Linked DNA regions of Columba livia: region 2 is linked to region 1. The links are chromatin contacts, called in public Hi-C maps. All regions are on one chromosome and are shown on one strand. The core of a region is the stretch at or near the end of the contact, and the rest is flanking DNA. Distances in the headings are between cores, read along the strand shown.

What was found. Hi-C and Micro-C count contacts between places; a contact is called where the count stands out from the background.
Region 2: a Hi-C map of crop shows a contact between it and region 1, with 4 times the contacts expected there. The contact joins two enhancer-like sites. A contact is called at or near these places in 2 of 2 Hi-C or Micro-C datasets (crop and liver).

The regions. Positions count from the first base shown.
Region 1 is chr8:26,374,441-26,378,736 of bColLiv1.pat.W.v2, forward strand. It overlaps HS2ST1 (heparan sulfate 2-O-sulfotransferase 1), which reads right to left. Exons shown (of 7, transcript XM_065071191.1): 3 at 4-89. Among named protein-coding and RNA genes, the nearest start is that of SELENOF, 63 kb to the right of the region's middle. Within about 2 kb of position 1,806, at least 1 of the 3 cell types and tissues checked has an H3K27ac peak away from gene starts, as active enhancers do.
Region 2 is chr8:26,462,949-26,467,244 of bColLiv1.pat.W.v2, forward strand. The region is part of intron 1 of HS2ST1 (heparan sulfate 2-O-sulfotransferase 1); the gene reads right to left. It overlaps SELENOF (selenoprotein F), which reads left to right. Exons shown (of 5, transcript XM_065071249.1): 5 at 1,178-2,187. The coding sequence ends at 1,309. Among named protein-coding and RNA genes, the nearest start is that of HS2ST1, 13 kb to the right of the region's middle. Within about 2 kb of position 2,578, at least 1 of the 3 cell types and tissues checked has an H3K27ac peak away from gene starts, as active enhancers do.

The DNA.
Region 1 (4,296 bases), core at 556-3,055:
TACTTTGCAAAGTCCAAATAAGATATATGTCCGTGGTAAAATCCTGGTTTCATTTCCTTCCAGGAAGTCACATTCTTCACAAATCGGACCTGTAAAAGTGACAGCAGAAAGGGTTTCTGTACAGCTGGAACACATTAAGTTTCCCCATACTTGGTGTTTTCTGGTTTGTAAATAAAATCTTCCAATGCATTAGGAAAAGAGAAGTCTATTTTGAATATCATCAAAGAATTTGTGTCAACTAAAATAGACTTTTGTGCAAGCATAAAGATGCCTCTTTTTAGCTCATTAGAACTTGATCAGAAACTAAACAAAAGCAGAATACAACAATCAGAAGGGCAATTCAAGGAAAGCTATCACGAAAACATTAGCAAGACAACCATTTACGTTTTTGTCAGCCCATTGCATTTGTCCTTTGAAAGGAATGTGGAATTCCCTCAGCAACAGACAGAAATGCAAGTACATGGAATCATCTGATCTGTATTTAGTCCCTCAAATAAAAGCGTACTAGATTTGCAAACATGCTCTTAGACCTGTTTTACTGGGACATAAGAAACAAATCTGATGGTTGATTTGCTTCCCCATCTCAAAATGCAATGCATGAATAACCCACAAATTTTACGTATGTATACAGTGTAAATTCGATCTATAGTTTACCATTTTGAATAGTTCTCTTAGCCTAACAACTCAGTGAAACTTCCATGTTAAAGCATGAAGTAGCCCTTAAACAAGGGCTGATAAAGCAGTTATCAGCAAATTTCACAAAAACAGGAATAGCTTTACATTTCAAAGAACAAAATATGATACATGCCCTAAACCAGAAAGTATGATCAAATTAAGTAGGACATGCAAATCCTGATATAGCTTGGCTTTATTAGATGAACAGAATATTTTAACATCAAAGCATTTAACTGTGAAAGTTATTTCAAAACTAGTGAATTGGATAATAAAGAAAAGATGATAAATTTGTACTGCTTGAGCTGTCTGACAACGATATGCCATTTTGGAAGCTGAGAATTAGAAGATAGCATTCCTTGCACATCTACAATATCTTTACTGTTATACAGTGACATATAGATAACCAAGAAGATACTGAGGTGAGACAAGAGAGTCAAAAAACGGAAAGTTTGAGAGCTCAAGACAACACATTAACATTCTGTACAGTCTAACGGATTGAGAGTGCCCTGAATTAAGAGGCAAGACTGGCCTGCTGCTGTTCCTTCAAATGTGCCCAACTTGCATTCTGGGATTTAAGAGGTTGATAACTTTTACTTGTTTCTTCAAACACTTGCTCTTGGACTCTCAGGTAAAAGAAATGCATATTACTTCTTAACAAGAGGCAGCATTCATTTTTTCAGTGTACAAGTTTTACAGTCTGTGGCATTTCATGATTTCAACCATATATTGCACGTGAAAATTGTGGCAAATCTACATAAAAAGCACTGCACAATGCTATACAATGTTTCAAGCTTACTTGGCTTTCTGTCTGCTTTTGTCCACAGCACAAACTGATAATACATCTATGAGCCTTTGAATCCCATTGAACTTTTAGTGCTACTGAAACAAACCACACTTGCATTGACTGCAGCTTTCAAAGATTAACAACAGGACATTTTCAGTGGAAAGCCTCAGCAATGAATATTTCTTTGTCTGGGAAAGAAGTTTCCTAAATGCAAAGTATGTATTATCCTCCCTTCCCTCACACTCAAGCCCCAAAATGTCACAGACAGTTGATATAACTCCGCAGGTAAACCAGTTGTGCTGCCCATCGTGTGTAGTCCAGCATGTGTACTAAAGCTCACATTTCAGTTATGTTTCCATGACCAAGCCAACAGACTAAGACTAGACACAGGGGAATGTTAAGTGCCAAATCCCAAGGGTCAGTTCTGCCTTAGATCCCCATGCCACTGCACGGCATCAAATCCTAAATGTCCCAGTAATAGTTAAAAAAATCCTTCATTGTCTTTGTTTTACAATGTCATTGTCTGCTACAGAAATATTTTTTATGAACACAGGGTGGATGTTCTAGCCTCTTATTAACTTTAACACCAGGGGAGCTCAGAGAAGGCTAGGAAGGGTTAAAAAGACAGCTGTGACATTGACATCTGCCTTAAGACGGACCACCAATACACAGTGCCTCTGAGAACGGAAGATTTTAACACCTATAACTAGCCTTTAGAAAAGAGATTATTTCTACCTTCCCGCAGTTTGCAGCATTCAAAAAATCAGAACTGTTCCAGGTCACAGCCTAATGAGTCTGGATTCACACATTTGAGGGCAGAGATGAATATTGCTTGCTGCTTCATACTGTTAAATATGATCAGTTTTACCTTTCTTTCCAGGGCTTAGCAGATACTGGAGCTTTCAAGAGACTGAGCAAGCTTCTCCATCTGAACCCAACTGAATAAAATTTGAGGTTACTTTAAAAGTTCAGATAGACATATATGGAATCCCTGTGAAGTTGTTTCATGGTGCTTTTATATCATAAGGTACAAAGTTGCTTCACAGCCTTTAGTAAGTGAGAAATCAGCAGAGCTTCACTGAATTAAAAAGCTAGATCAAACGTACTCTGGGGGCGTAAGATGTCCTGAAAGGTAAGTTAAATACATTCAGTTTCTAGGACGATAAGAATTTAAAACAAGTGCCAGTGAGCCTAAAGAAAAAAAAACAAACAACAAAACCAAACCAAAAAACAACCAAACCAGCACACTTGGTCTGAGCAAAAAGCCCTGGGTAATCTGTGCATGCAAACCGAAGTGATGCTGTAAGCTGTCATCTCTGTCCATTAACTGCTTCCAACAGTCCCTCTTATCTGCAGCCTGAACACATACCCCCAAGAGATGGTATGGTGGTCATTACCCTGTGGCCTGGCATCACATGGACTTTTGGATATCAAAAAAAGACCCAGATTTTCACATCATTACATTCCAGTTTTGTTTGTCAATTCCTGAATAGCTGACTTAAAACCAAAAATAACTGGGGGGATGACTATCACAAGCCCAGCTTGGTAAGTACACATGAGGATTTTCCGTTTGAACTATAAAAAAAGGGCTCTCAAGTAGGACTGAAGACCAGCATAGTGTCCCTATCAAAGGAAATCTCAGACTCACATTTAAAGGCCAAGCATGATGGGATGACTGAATCAGAATCCCTCTGCAGGAAGGCACTGGCAGCTCAGCTATCCACATGTCATACAGACTAATAACTTACTGTTAGCTCTGAATCTGAGCGTCAGAACACTGGACACAGGTTAGCAGCACACCTTCAGCTGTATGCCATGAGAAACCACAAGGAAGCTCAAGGCAAGGGCAGCAATTTTGTGAGATGGTGAAAAGACAGAGTTCACCAGCTCGGCCACAGTAGAGCCAGGATACCCGCCTCGCATCAACATGTCTTTCTCAGAAGGAAAAATACCATTGGCACATGTACAGCAGTGGACACTAGTTCTCTTTAGGCCATTTAAATCCAAGAGAAAAATTCTTAAATATTCAGAAGCACACAGCAGTACTTCCACTTCTAAGAGAGTCGCTGCGACCTTTTCCTTGTTCCACTTCTGACAGCCATCGAAACCCTCACCAGAGGAAGTAAGTACTACAGTCAGCATGAGGGTGCTATCCTCTCAGAAGCCACTGGTTTAGAATACATTTGGGAGCAAGATCATGTATTTTCAGGCTGCTCTTTGGAGAAAAATGGAGAGGGAAACTGCAGGAGAAAAAAGAACAAGGAACAGAAAACAGCAAGCTGAGGGCTTGAAACACTGGGTAATTGTACCATGGCTTTTCTATGTTCACAACAACAGTACAGAGAACATGTTCTCATACCCTCTTTTCCAATAATATATCAAGAATACACACTGCAAGACAGAACAGTAGTTTTGTTTTAAATGTTTTAGATGACAATTTCACCATTTAAAAAAAAGCTGAAGTGTGTGGGGCTGGTATGCCACCCAACTAATCATAACATGGGCATAGTTATACAGACAAAAAGTATCAGTACTGAAAAACACAAGCAACAAATAAAATCCAACCAAACAACCACTCTGATTTAATGAAAGCAAGTGGTTTTGTTACAGACCACACAGGTCAGAAATACAACATGGGCAACATGGCATGGTTTATCACCTGTGAGACTTGACCAGACCTGGTCCCAAAGAGAACAGCCCTGACAGCACGGCACAGCCCGCACTGCTCCAGGAAATCACCTACGACTGTGTTTACTGCTAATGGAGATGACAGGCAAATACTGTTACACAGCCAAAAAGCAGACAACGGCAATACAATAAACTTTTACAGTGACAAC
Region 2 (4,296 bases), core at 1,328-3,827, 89 kb after region 1:
CCTCTCCGTCTGCATGTCTGGCTGTTTCATTTTTATTTTAAACTTTGTAGCTGTATTGAACACCAAAGCAGTCGAGACTACAACTGGTACAGAGCACTACCAGAAAAAAATGTCGTGCAAATGGTATTTATTTTCCCAGACTTTTGGCAAATGGATTAGAGATGCCACTGGCTTCATTAAGTAAAATCAACTAGCTTAGCTCAATAGGGTAAAGTAAAATACTCCTGGGGAAATGTTTCCATAAACTTAAATGGTTAGAGCCTTCTAATACTGCTAAAAGCTTTTATTTGCATTACATATTTTGTGACTTAGTGAGTGTTCAGAAGCATTAAAGCATTATGTTACCAGCAAAGCCTAGTAGGCATAGATACAACACAGCAGGAAGGAATGTGATCACATTAGAAACTGATAGGAGAACTTTAAGCTGTTAAAGTGACTGGAAACTTCTAAAATGGGGGGGGGAAAATCATTCAGCTGCTTAATTCAAAAATCCAGCTTCAGTAACTTAGAACAGCTGAGGTAGAATACCATTGTTCAAAGCCGGGCTTATGGCACTGCTGCCCTGCATATGCATTAGCTTGTGTAGTAGGCCAAGGAGAACAAGTGATGTTTTGCACACAGACACAAAATCTCATTTGGCTTGTCCCTCCACTTTCCTCTCTTTGACATTAAATGCAAGTCAGGAGTCTGAACTGAAGCTGTTTCCTACCTGTTCTACTTAAGGCAAGTAACTCTGTTCTGGATCTCAAGATAAACATTCGCTGCTCTTAATGTGTTTTAATTTCCTGTGAAACGAGGAAAGTAGAATGTGTTGTTATTAAACACTCCAGTAATGAAATTCTTAAAATCAGAACAAAATATGTCGTGCTGAAATATTTATACCATTAAGCATTGTCAGGAACAACCAGCCTTGTCTGTCTGGGGGTTTTTTAAGAGTTCTAAACTTTGGATTTTTAAAGCTTAGAACACAGCACAAATTGTATTGCCAAGATTTGCCCAGAATACTCTGATTTTATTTAGTGCTCTGTTCTTAAATATTCATACTGCATAGCATCACTCTTTTTACTTTTCTTGCTTTGACATATTTTTAACTGATGTAAATCAGCTGGGAAGAGAAGTCTTAATACGGACGATGCATTTCCCGCCCAAGGTAACTGATTTATTTTGTTCCCTGCAGTATGTGCGTGGTTCTGACCCTGTACTAAAGCTGCTGGATGACAATGGGAACATTGCAGAAGAACTGAGCATCCTCAAGTGGAATACAGATAGCGTGGAAGAATTTTTAAGTGAAAAGTTAGAACGTCTATAAATCATTGCTTTCAGTCCTTTTTCCTTTTCCTGTTTTGTCATGGTGATCTCCTCACATGTGGTGTGCTGCAATTTAAAAAAATCATTCCAGCTTCTATATTAATTTAAAAATATCTGTTGTGCTGTACTGGACATCTTGTCATTAGAGGAGGAAGCTTCAGCATGCATATCTGACCAGTTGACAAACAGAATGGCTCATCTTAATATATTTCAGCTCTTAATGCGTTTATCACTAACAAAATGCTTTATTTCAAAGTTAATTATGTAAATATCACTTTGTTATAATTGGACCTGTTTTTACAAATGCTCTTAAAACTGAAGAGCTTCAAATAATAAGTGAAATGCTGACCGTGCTTTTGTCTGCTGCTGTTTATAAGAAAGTCAGAAGCAAAAGCAATGTACTCTCTCTCCCAGAGAAACTTGACCGCTAATGGCCTCTTCTCTTTTGTATTTGAACTGTCCTTTTTGTAGAAGCATTGTTTACAGTGAGTATCTAGTTCACAGGTTTTGAAGCTGAAGGAGGAACTCTCATGCTCTGGTACAGTGAAACATTTAGTAAGTACACTTTAGTGAAGACTACATAGAAAACCACCGAGGTGTATGGCAGTCAGATGTCAAGTGTGCTTTACATTAAGTGTTTTGCTTCAGAAAACATGAGATACAAGTCTTGAAAAACCTTTCCTTCTGACTTTCACAAGTTTATTGGAACTCTGTTTATCAAATCAATTTATAAACTGTTCTTTTAAAGCGTATATTTTTCTTTGTCGGCTGAGATGTATGTGAACAGGGAATATAGATGGTATGTATGGTCATGAGTCAAAACCATTATGACTTGTCAGGTTTTTTTCCACTTAGAGTGAATAAATATGGTAAAAGCAAGAATAACGTGGTGTTGGTTTTTTTTTCTGAAGTCTAATTAGCAAATGAGTGTTCCATTTAACTACTTAATGCACAACAGATTTTGGTTGGATGGGTGTTATGCTATGGCCTGAATGGGTACTCAGTTTTTCTCTCCATATATATATATAGCTTTAAATCTCAAGAAAATTCTCTACAACTCACAGATTTTATTCCCAGCTTTTGAGGAAAAAAAAAAAATCATCAGCTTCATAGCAGAACAATAAACTTGGGACTCATACTACACTAAATTATCAGAAGTAATATACTAAAGTGATTCTTTAGGCATAGGCTCCTGAGTTTTTATTCCTGAAATACCCTTATAACCTCTGAGAAGGTGCATACAGCTTGGTCTCATGTCGTGATCCCCACTGATGTCTCTCTCGCTCTTATTCTCTGCTTTTCAGTCCTGTCCCTGTCAAACCTGCTGCTGGTCTCCCACGTGACTGGCTGTGGGACAACTACAATAGTGGCCACCACTGGCTTAGAGAAACATGAACTCTACACAAGAAGCACAAGTCATTGCAGCCTGTGCCTGTGCCAGCTTATCGGAGTCAAACGTGGATTTGTTCTTGCGACATGTGATGTATTAGTCAGCAGATGAGCTACAACCAAAACATGTGGTGTGACAACCCAGTATTTCAGTAGTAAAAATGTGCTGCCATCCACTGGTCTTTTAATATACTGACTATATCCCATACTTCTCATTCCCGTGTTTGCCAACAAGCGATTTCAGTTTCTGTGGTGATGATTTATCTGTTTTAACAGAACATTTTAACCTTTTCCTTCTCCCCAGCCTTAGGTCCTCTTTACCACTCAAGGGAGAGATTGTTTGCTCCATTTGTTATTTACCAAATGTTTCTCACTGCTTCTCTCTCAGCATTTCCTTCATCCTCCTCCTTGACATGATGGACACTGGGTTTCTGACCTTCAGCCTCCCTTTTCTTTCATGTCTCCCAGCTGCCAGCCCATTACTTCACTGCACAAACTTCCTCTTCAAGGCCGGGTCCTTCATTCCCACTCTTGTCTTTCACTGAAGCAAGAAACTCCCTCTTGCACCAGGAGATAAGCATCCCGTAGCAGAGGAGGATGACAGGCCAAAGAATTTCTCCTCCAGCAAGGCTGGGTTTAATGACTGCAGTCCCAGCGTTCTTCATGCAGCCTCTGATCTTTCCCAGTACTGGTTCTCACTTTCATCCAGGAGACTGGAAATTACATTTTCTCTCACTTTTCCTCTTAGGTTCCCTATATGCCAATTCCTATTCCACATACTATTCTTGTCTTTTAATACAGATATTTATTCTGTTAGCTTAAAAGCATGCATGAGGTACATCCCTGTATTTCCCTATATAGAGGAACATGTTGAGAGTCTTCCACGATTCTGTTGCTGAGCTCTGAACCTGCTCAATGAGCCTCCAGCAAAAGCTTCATTACTTATACTTCTTGACCTGTTCTCCATGCTGTTCTTTAAGTACCAAATTCATACTGTCCCTGCTTTATTCTTTCTCATCCTATCCTTTAGATACTCGGGTTCTTGGTCATACAAACACATGATAGGAACATTTACCATTCTGGCAAAAATGAGCTGGGCTTTGTGCCTAAAGAGGCAGTTGGAGTGGGGAATAATTTCTTTTGGAAATTCTTGAGTTTCTATTTATCAGTGTGGGGCTTTTTTCCCTCCAGTCTGCAGCTGTGAAAATTCAAAGAGCTCAAAAGGTTATTTTGGCTTGTGGCACTACACAAAATACAAGGTTTAAAGCTTCCCTTTAAAAAGGAAGTGATTCATTTTTACTTATAGCCATGATGAGCACTCAGTACTTCATGAAAGGCATTCACTCAGATTTATGTAAGAATTATTTAGTCTTATATAATGCTCTTGTTGTGCCAAATCTTGAGAGCCTTACTGAAAGGAAGAATAAAAGCAGCCAGCATGCATGGCTGAGTTGAACCATGGAGCGTCCATCTACTCCTCAACTCAGCCTGCAGGAGAGAATACAAGTGCTTTAAAAAAATAATAATAGAGGGAGAAAAGCATTGTCCATTCCATTTCTTACAGATGGTACGTAGATGAATTTGAAATACAGCGTACAA